Linked DNA regions of Sus scrofa: regions 2 and 3 are each linked to region 1. Evidence: chromatin contacts called from public HiChIP or PLAC-seq data. All regions are on one chromosome and are shown on one strand. The core of a region is the stretch at or near the end of the contact, and the rest is flanking DNA. Distances in the headings are between cores, read along the strand shown.

What was found. HiChIP or PLAC-seq counts read pairs in DNA pulled down with a chosen protein or histone mark.
Region 2: a contact with region 1 is called in an H3K27ac HiChIP or PLAC-seq map of skeletal muscle. The contact joins the promoter of TMC1 here to the promoter of KLF9 in region 1. A contact is called at or near these places in 2 of 47 Hi-C or Micro-C datasets (embryonic fibroblasts and skeletal muscle) and 2 of 2 datasets of contacts at active chromatin or transcription factors (alveolar macrophages and skeletal muscle).
Region 3: a contact with region 1 is called in an H3K27ac HiChIP or PLAC-seq map of alveolar macrophages. The contact joins the promoter of ABHD17B here to the promoter of KLF9 in region 1. A contact is called at or near these places in 2 of 2 datasets of contacts at active chromatin or transcription factors (alveolar macrophages and skeletal muscle).

The regions. Positions count from the first base shown.
Region 1 is chr1:223,746,392-223,748,952 of Sscrofa11.1, forward strand. KLF9 (Kruppel like factor 9) reads right to left here and starts at 1,270. Exons shown (of 3, transcript NM_001011504.1): 1 at 1,247-1,270; 2 at 767-1,244. The coding sequence starts at 1,270.
Region 2 is chr1:225,713,315-225,715,875 of Sscrofa11.1, forward strand. TMC1 (transmembrane channel-like protein 1) reads left to right here and starts at 1,287. Exons shown (of 24, transcript XM_021064884.1): 1 at 1,287-1,425. It also overlaps a transcript of ZFAND5 not described here.
Region 3 is chr1:225,192,005-225,194,565 of Sscrofa11.1, forward strand. It overlaps ABHD17B (abhydrolase domain containing 17B), which reads right to left and starts at 1,282. Exons shown (of 4, transcript NM_001243558.1): 1 at 716-1,282. C1H9orf85 reads left to right here and starts at 1,418. Exons shown (of 5, transcript XM_021064833.1): 1 at 1,418-1,534. The coding sequence starts at 1,487.

The DNA.
Region 1 (2,561 bases), core at 20-2,519:
AGAACATCCCAACCTTCATTATCAGCCTTGACCTCGGCAAGGACCACACCTCCTTGCTAAGGGCCGCCCGGTGCGACCTAAATCACGTGGAGAAAAATCCTCTCTGAATCTCTCATTTAAAAGGCTAACTAGTCGTGAAGTTAACAAACCATCACTTGATCAAACTCATCTGCTGCCTGAAGCAGTATTATTTTAAAGCTCTCTGGGGATTCTTGGCCAAATTTAAAAGCACCTTGGCAAGGCCTGAAAAGTAGCAAGCATACAGCTAAACCAGCGAACCCTTAGTCATTCCTAAAAGGTTCCCTGTAAAGTGCGCCGCTTCTCCCCAGGTTTGGCCACTTCGCTGCAATCCCACAAGAGAATAAAATAAAAGATAACACAGTGGTTTGACTGTGTCCCTCAACCCCCGTCAGCGTCTGCCCAGGTGGGGTGGCCCCACTGCCGCCGGTGCTGGAGTCCGGCGGGGGGCGGGGCGGGACAGGGAGGGGAGGCACCACTCCCCGCGTGGCCACGCACGGGGGCTGGCGCTCAGCACTCACTCCGCCCCGCCAGGTTAATGCTCTCCATGGCTTCTAGAGGCTGGGGACGATTAAGAAGAGAGTGAGCTTTCTGTCTCTACACAGTTCAATTTTTTTAAGAGTTAAACAGCATCTTATCCAAAATTTTTGCACCCTTTCGGCCAAGTGCGTTGTTAACTCCCAGAAAGGCTGCCCGGCCAAAGGTTAACTAACCCCAGAGCTTGCGGGAAGAAGGAGACGCCGCTAACCTGTATGCACTCTGTAATGGGCTTTGAGATGGGAGGATTTTCCATAGACTTTCCCACAGCCACTGTAGGGGCACTTGTGCCTCTTTTCGGAGGCGTGTTTCCCCTTCGCAGCCACTCCAGGGTGGAGGAGGGAGAGCGGGCTGGGCGCGCTGCCAGGATCCTGTCTCTCCTCCGGGCTGTGGGAAGGACTCGACCCAGATTCGGTGGTCACGTCGCTGTCGGATCCCATATCCTCATCAGGACTCTCCAGGCTGTCGCTGCACACCGAAGGGGTCTGGATGGGTCGGTACTTGTTCAGGTCCAACAAGCTCTTGGCGATGGTGACCAGCGTGCAATAATCCTTCCAGGTGTCCCCCGGGTCACCGTGCTCCTTGGTCACCTCACGCTCAGGTAGTCGCAGCCGCTCGGCGTCCGGAGCGCCCCCATGCTCCGGCACCGCAGCGCGGTTCGAAATGGAAACCAGACACTGGGCAGCCACAAGTCCATGTAGGCGGCCGCAGACATGGTGCGGGCGACAGCAGCCCCAGCGACGCGGCCAAACTTGGTGGTGGCTGCAGAGGTTCGGCTCGCTGTGCCCTGGCCTCGGACGATGAGCGCGGCGCTGCGCGGTGGCCAAGGGGGCGGGGGCGCGGGGCGCTTCCGACTCGCAGGAGCGCCGAGGCGACCTCAGCCCCTCATCTTTACGTAACCGGCAGCGCCTCCGCACGCAGCATCCACGGCCCCGGGCTTCGCTGCGCCGCCGCTTCTCGCCGCCGATGGTGCCCCACGCCGGGCGCTATACCCCCGACGGGCGCGCCGGCCGCTCCGAGCCGGCTCCCTTGGAAAGGTGCCACACGTGGCGGTCGCAAGTTTATTCGACCAAAAACGCCCCCGAGGCGCTGAGAGAGGAAACTGCAAGAGAGGTACACGCCCTCAGCCGCCTCTCCGTCGAGCCAAAGCCCCAGGACATTCACCCGACCACCTGGATGCGGGTGGCAACGGCCGGACCTAGCGCCAGGTCTAAGAGACACTTTTCCCCCAGTCCACTGACGGCTTCTGAGACCCTGCTCTTGCCGGTCCGCACCGTTCCGGCATTCTCTCGCTCAGTAACAATTTCGCAGAATCCCATCACGTCACAATCCAAACCCCCTCCAATTGGCCAGTGGGGAGGGTGATTCAACTCTGTTTACTTTCTCCCCCTGCCAGTCAGAACGGCCTTTCGGTGGAGAGGTGCGTCTAGAACTGAGACATGCGGCCAATCCGACTGTTCCGTTTCGATGCCTCGTGCTACCCCTACAGCCTCGAACGCTGACATTTAAAAGGGTAACAGCCGAGAGGTTGCAAAAAAGCAGTCGCGCATCTTCTGGAGTGCTTCTCAACCCCTTAGCTGGTCCAGACCTCCTGGCTCACAATCCAGCTTTCGGAGCTGTGGGACACACCTTCCCTACTCAGTTGCGCTTGTTCTTAATGACAAAAGAGAACTTCAGTTTGTTTTCCAGCTCTCAAAGAGTTAAGTGACTTCCTGCAAACGCTACAGTCCCAGCAACCAACCTTCCAATCAAAAGTAAGTTGGTTGATGTCACTAACATAGGCTCAGCCAATCAGAAGGGCGTTTTGAAGGCAAGCGCTCCACTCTTGTAAACGCGAAGAGCTGTAGTGAAACTGAACATATCCTTGTACTTTGTGTTGTTAGTAGTAAAACTGAGATATGTATGGGAAAGCATGGGTGATGAATAAGTGCATCGTGAGTTTATAATTAAAAAAAACAACTAAATATGTCAGGCCAAGTTGCTCAAGAATAAACACAAATGAGAAA
Region 2 (2,561 bases), core at 37-2,536, 2.0 Mb after region 1:
CTCCACACCACTCACCCTGCGGGGCCAGGAGCCGGGCTCGCGCGCGACACCGGCGCGGTGGGGCCGGTCCGAGCCCTCAGGGATAGGCGAGTCGGGTGCCTTGGAGCCGCAGCCGCGGGCCGGTCGGAGCCGCAGGAGGTTGCGCCGCCGCCGCCGCCGCCGCGGGGTCCTTCTTTGTTCCCGCAGCAGCAGTGAGCGTGGCCGGGACACGCCGGAGCTCGGGAAGTGGGAGGAGGGAAGCGGCGCGGGGCGGGGGGACAGAGGAGGCGGAGGGAGGACCGAAGGCCGCGGCGGCTAAGGCAGCTTTCGGCGCTCACCCGTCGTCGCCTCACGCCTCCACCAGCGGCGGGTTGGGCAGACTCCGAGGGCGAGCCGGGCGCGCGCAGCTAGGCCTGGGCGCCGCAAGGGCCCGCGGATGGCGCTCTCGGATGCTTCTTCTACCACCGAGGAAGCTGCGCTGTTCCCGGGAGCTACAAGCCCAAAACTGAGATGCAGACAGATCTGCGCTCCAGCTCACTGACGCGTTCTCTCCTGCCGGCGCTCCGGCTCTGAGGGAAAGAGGGAGGGAGGGGGCGGGGTCTGTGCGTCATCGAAAACCCCGACGGCGCCGGCGGCGCCGGGAGCGCGATGACGTCACGTGCCCGTCGCCGCGCCTCTCACTCCAGTCACCCGGTCGGGGAGGAGGGGCCGAGCTTGACCGCTCTGCAGTTGCGCGGAGCCGAGTCACTGGCCGGGCTGCCGGCCTCCGGGCGGAGCTGGTAGGAGTTAGACCGGTGGAGGACGCGTTTCTATTTTTAACCTGATTATCCGCCCTCAGCGTCTCGCCTTCTGATTTTCTCAGTCGAGCCTGCTTTTCGCCATCTCAGTTCTCACGCTTTGTCTCGACCCCTTGGCAGACATTTCCCTTTCCTCCTTACTCCCCCTTCCCCCACCCCTGGAGAAAGAGGTAGAAGGATTCGCCTCAGAAAATGAACTGCTCTATAGCCTCTGGGTCTCCTCGCCTCTTTATGACGCTTCCCCGTCCAGTTCCCTCCCACACCTTTTCGGTTCTAAAGTACAGCTTGAGCGTTGCCTTGTTGCTGTCGGGAAGGAGCAGGGCAGGCGGCGCTGGCTCTCTTGCACGCCCAAGGTCACGGGTGGTTGTGCAGAGTCAGGAAATGCTTGGCCTCACTGGCTGCCAGTCCTCCGCCCCGCGCGTCGGCGTTGTTGTTCTGAACAAACTGTTTTGGCCAGCCTGTAAAATCCCTGGAAATTGGCTATTCCAGCAAAGCGTCTCGAACTGGGAAAGCACCAAATGTTCTACTCAAGAAAAGAAGGGCCAAACAAGCTAGATCTGAGGGAGAGATCAAAAAGAAGGCGTTGCAGGAGGAAATTCAAGAGGGGGCAATTCAGAAATGAGGCACAGGCCCTGACTAGTTTGAAAGGGTGAGTTAACTAAAAACAGAACCTTTTCAAAGCAGCAACAAAAAAATCCCACGTGCAGCTGACCTCTCCAGGTGACTTTAGTTCAACTCAGAAGACCAAAATTAGTAACACAGAAAGGGACTTACGAAAATTTTGTAGTAAACAATGGCCTAATGAATAAATAGAAACGGTTTTTAGGCCTTCTGATAGCCACCATTAAAATGGAGAGGTAGGTCCCTTCCTTGTTTCCCAAACTTGCTGATCAGAAAAATCCACCTGGAGTAATTATTTACCTTTAAATAATCACCTAAGCTTCTCCCTTGGAAGTAGTTTTGGTTATCTGGGACTTTGAAGTTGAAGTAATGATCCAGGTGATTCTGATTTATAATTTTGTCTGGGAGAATGTTGTCCTGATGCACTTTGCCAACGTTTCCAAATCAGACCGCTTTCTGCCACAGTAAGCTGAATCCCTAGAATGTAACTGACCATTTTCTTTACAACTTGGAGTTATTGCTACAGGCAGTTAATGTGTTGAAGATGTAAGTAGTTTCGGATATTGGTCCCAGGAAATTTACTTTCTTGATGTAGACAAATTAGTAAAAGCAGAGCAGCTGCCATTTACAGGCCATTTTCAGGGCTAAGATTTTTCATTTAGGGTCTCGTTAATCCTCACAGCAGTTCACCGAGATAGGTACTATATAGCCATTTTCAAAGATAAGTGAATAATGATGAAAGAGGATAAGTGACTCTCTTGAGGCACTGAAGGACAGGGAAATAGTGGAGGTGATTCTTAGGACAAAAGTAACTTGGAAATTCTTCCCCCCACACACATCCATTTTAGTTGTTAAAAAGTGGAACAAGATAATTCTTGAAGAAGCATGATTGAAAGAAAAAAACCAACAAAGTAATAAAACAAGCTGGTTATTTAATAAGGTATTGCATAATATATATTATGTAGCACCTTCTCAGCCAATCATAATTTTCTCTGTAAGGTTGTTTCTAACAGGAATGTACTTGATATTGAGCCTATTTTTAGCAAGTTACTGTTGCAGCAACTACCCTAGTTGTTCTCAAAGTGTGGACCATACACCAGCAGCATCAGTATCACTTGGGCACTTGTTAGAAATACAAAATCTGGGAGTTCCTGTTGTGGCGCA
Region 3 (2,561 bases), core at 32-2,531, 1.4 Mb after region 1:
GCCAAGGTTAAACTCTCTTCTTTACAAAAGGCCTTCACAACAATAAATCTAACTTGACAGAACTTTTCGTTTCAGGGTTAAAAAAATTCAAACAATAATTTTTCAATTCAAAGACAATTCCTAATGAGCCTACGCCAGAGTTTGAAAAAGACAAGAGTGAAGTTCAACTATGGAGAGAAGAAGACCCCATGACGGCTGGACCACAATACCCAAATCACCAAGCACCGGGTAGATATGATCTAAAATCGAGGCTGGCACACGCGAGGACATTCAGGAGAAAGCTTTCAGCCATCGCGAATCTCACAGTGGGCCATGGAGGGGAATGGGAACCTGGCCCCAGCTTTCCGTCCACAGAGAGAATAGCAAAGGAATGAAATTAGACCTTTCTCTTAAGGGAGGACCCAATACCTTCCCCAGTTCGTCTGTCCGTCCTTCCGCCCCCAAACTACTGCAGCCTCACCGACCGCAGGACTTTCCTATCTCTTCCCTTCACTGAACCACCAGACAATCTTCTCAAAAACCTAGATCCGATCGGGAGTAGTTTCCCCGCCTTTCGCCGGCACGGAGAGGGATCCCGGGCGCCAACAACAAAGACGACTCCCGCTCCCCTCCCCCCGCTCAGCCCCGGCTGGTCCCTCCCGCGCTGCAGCTCCGGGCCTAGCGCCCCCTCCCCGAGCCGGGCCGCAGCGCCCCGACCCCCCGCGGCCCCACGCACCTGCACCTGAGGGCCGCAACCAAGGCGTCAGGCAGAAAGGGCCGAGAAGGAACCTCTGCCGCCGCGCTGTCCTCTACAAGGCGCGTTCCGCTCTGCTGCTGCTGCTGCCTCTGCCGGACTCTCCCGGCCTGCAGGCGGGCCCGGCCGAGGAGGGGGACAAGGGCTGCAGCCCCCGGCGCCGGGACGAGGAAGGACGGCGGCGCTCGGGGGAGCCGGCTCGCGCTCCCGAGTCTCGCCTCGGGCCGGCCCTGTTCCTTTACACAGGTTGGCGTTCTGCTGACTAACGGCCCCGGCGCGAGGCGCTGGAGTGGCCGCCACCGCCGCCGCCGTCGGCTGCTGTTGGGCCTCACGTCCCGCGCGGCCGTGGTCGCAGCGCCCGCCGCCACCTCCCTTACTGGCACTGCAGACACCACCTAGAACCAGCCAGGTCTTTCTTCTCTTTAGTCCTTCTTTCCTGGCTCCTCTTCAGCCTACCGGCCGCGGGGTTCGCTCTCGAAGTGGGAGACAGGGACGCTGGAAAGGAACCTAGGGGGTAGCAGAGCGCTCGCTAAACTACGAGTTGGTCACTGGAGGAAGGTGCCAAAGCTGACCCGGGCTCCAGCCTGGGAGCGGGCCGGGGGAGGGACGCAGTCCAGCTTATCCCAATTTCCACCAATCACAAGCCGCCCAGAGGAGTCTGGCCCCGGGAGAGGCTGAGCTAAGTCGGCAGGAGGCGGGTATTGCGGAAAAGAGGAGCCAATAGAAGCAAATCTTCTCCGCCCCTCCGCTTTGATGGACTACCACATTCGGACCAATGGGGAAATTCTCGCTTCGAAGAAAGTAGGATGTATACCCAGGGTTAGAGAGAAAAACCTTGAGGAGGGGGAGGGGTCGAGACTCGGCCTAGTGAAAGAGACAGGAGCTGAGGGGCTGGAGGGCGCCCTTTGACCTCTGCGAGGAGTCACGTGGGCTGCCGGGGCGGGACCAGACAGGCTGGATAAGTTACTTCCGGGTCGTTGACAGAAGCTTGAACTCGGTGGGGTAGTTACTGGCGTGGTAGTCTTCCTTGCATCTTCTTGTCTCAGCTCGAGAAAATTGTGGTTTCTGCGATGAGTTCCCAGAAAGGGAACGTGGCTCGTTCCAGGCCTCAGAGGCACCAGAATACCTTTAGCTTCAAAAATGACAAGTTTGATAAGAGTGTTCAGACCAAGGTAGGAATTTGCTGCACTCAATCTGGAAGGAATGGTTCACTGGAGGGGAAAGAGGAATGAGAGGAGTTGGCGAGGGCGAATGTGGACTGCAGCCCAGAGTTAGTTTTGGCTGCAGTGCAGCCCTTTCTAAAATAATGTTCTCACGCCCTTTCTTTGACCTGCATGTGTTATCTCCTCGTAAATATATTTGGCGGTCAACATTTAGATGATTGTACAGAGTAATCGGGACCCTCATCAAACCTAAAATGCAAATAGGAAACTTGAGTAATTGAACGCTCCCATCTGGATCACATATTTCCAGTAGAAATACGAGAATTATGGCGCGCGTCTCTTTCAAATGTTGCACCAAGTTTATGCTGTCCTTATTTCTTTTTGGAAAGCCCTAGGCCCATAGCTTTGTAGAAAGGGTGTGAAAGCTCTGAAGTGCTCTTAACCTCAGTGTCCACACCAACATAATGGGACTATCGCTCTCATTTGTAAGATTGTTTTGAGAATCAAACTATTTGATGAATATAAAAATGATTGTCTTGCTGTTTATATTACTTTAGCAGATTTCTTTAGGTTGAAAGAAAATTCAGACTGTATAGCTTGCCAGAGGTCTAGGGTCTCTACTAATTTGCTAGAGCTCTTTCCCCCTCCTCCCATAGCTGTAGGGA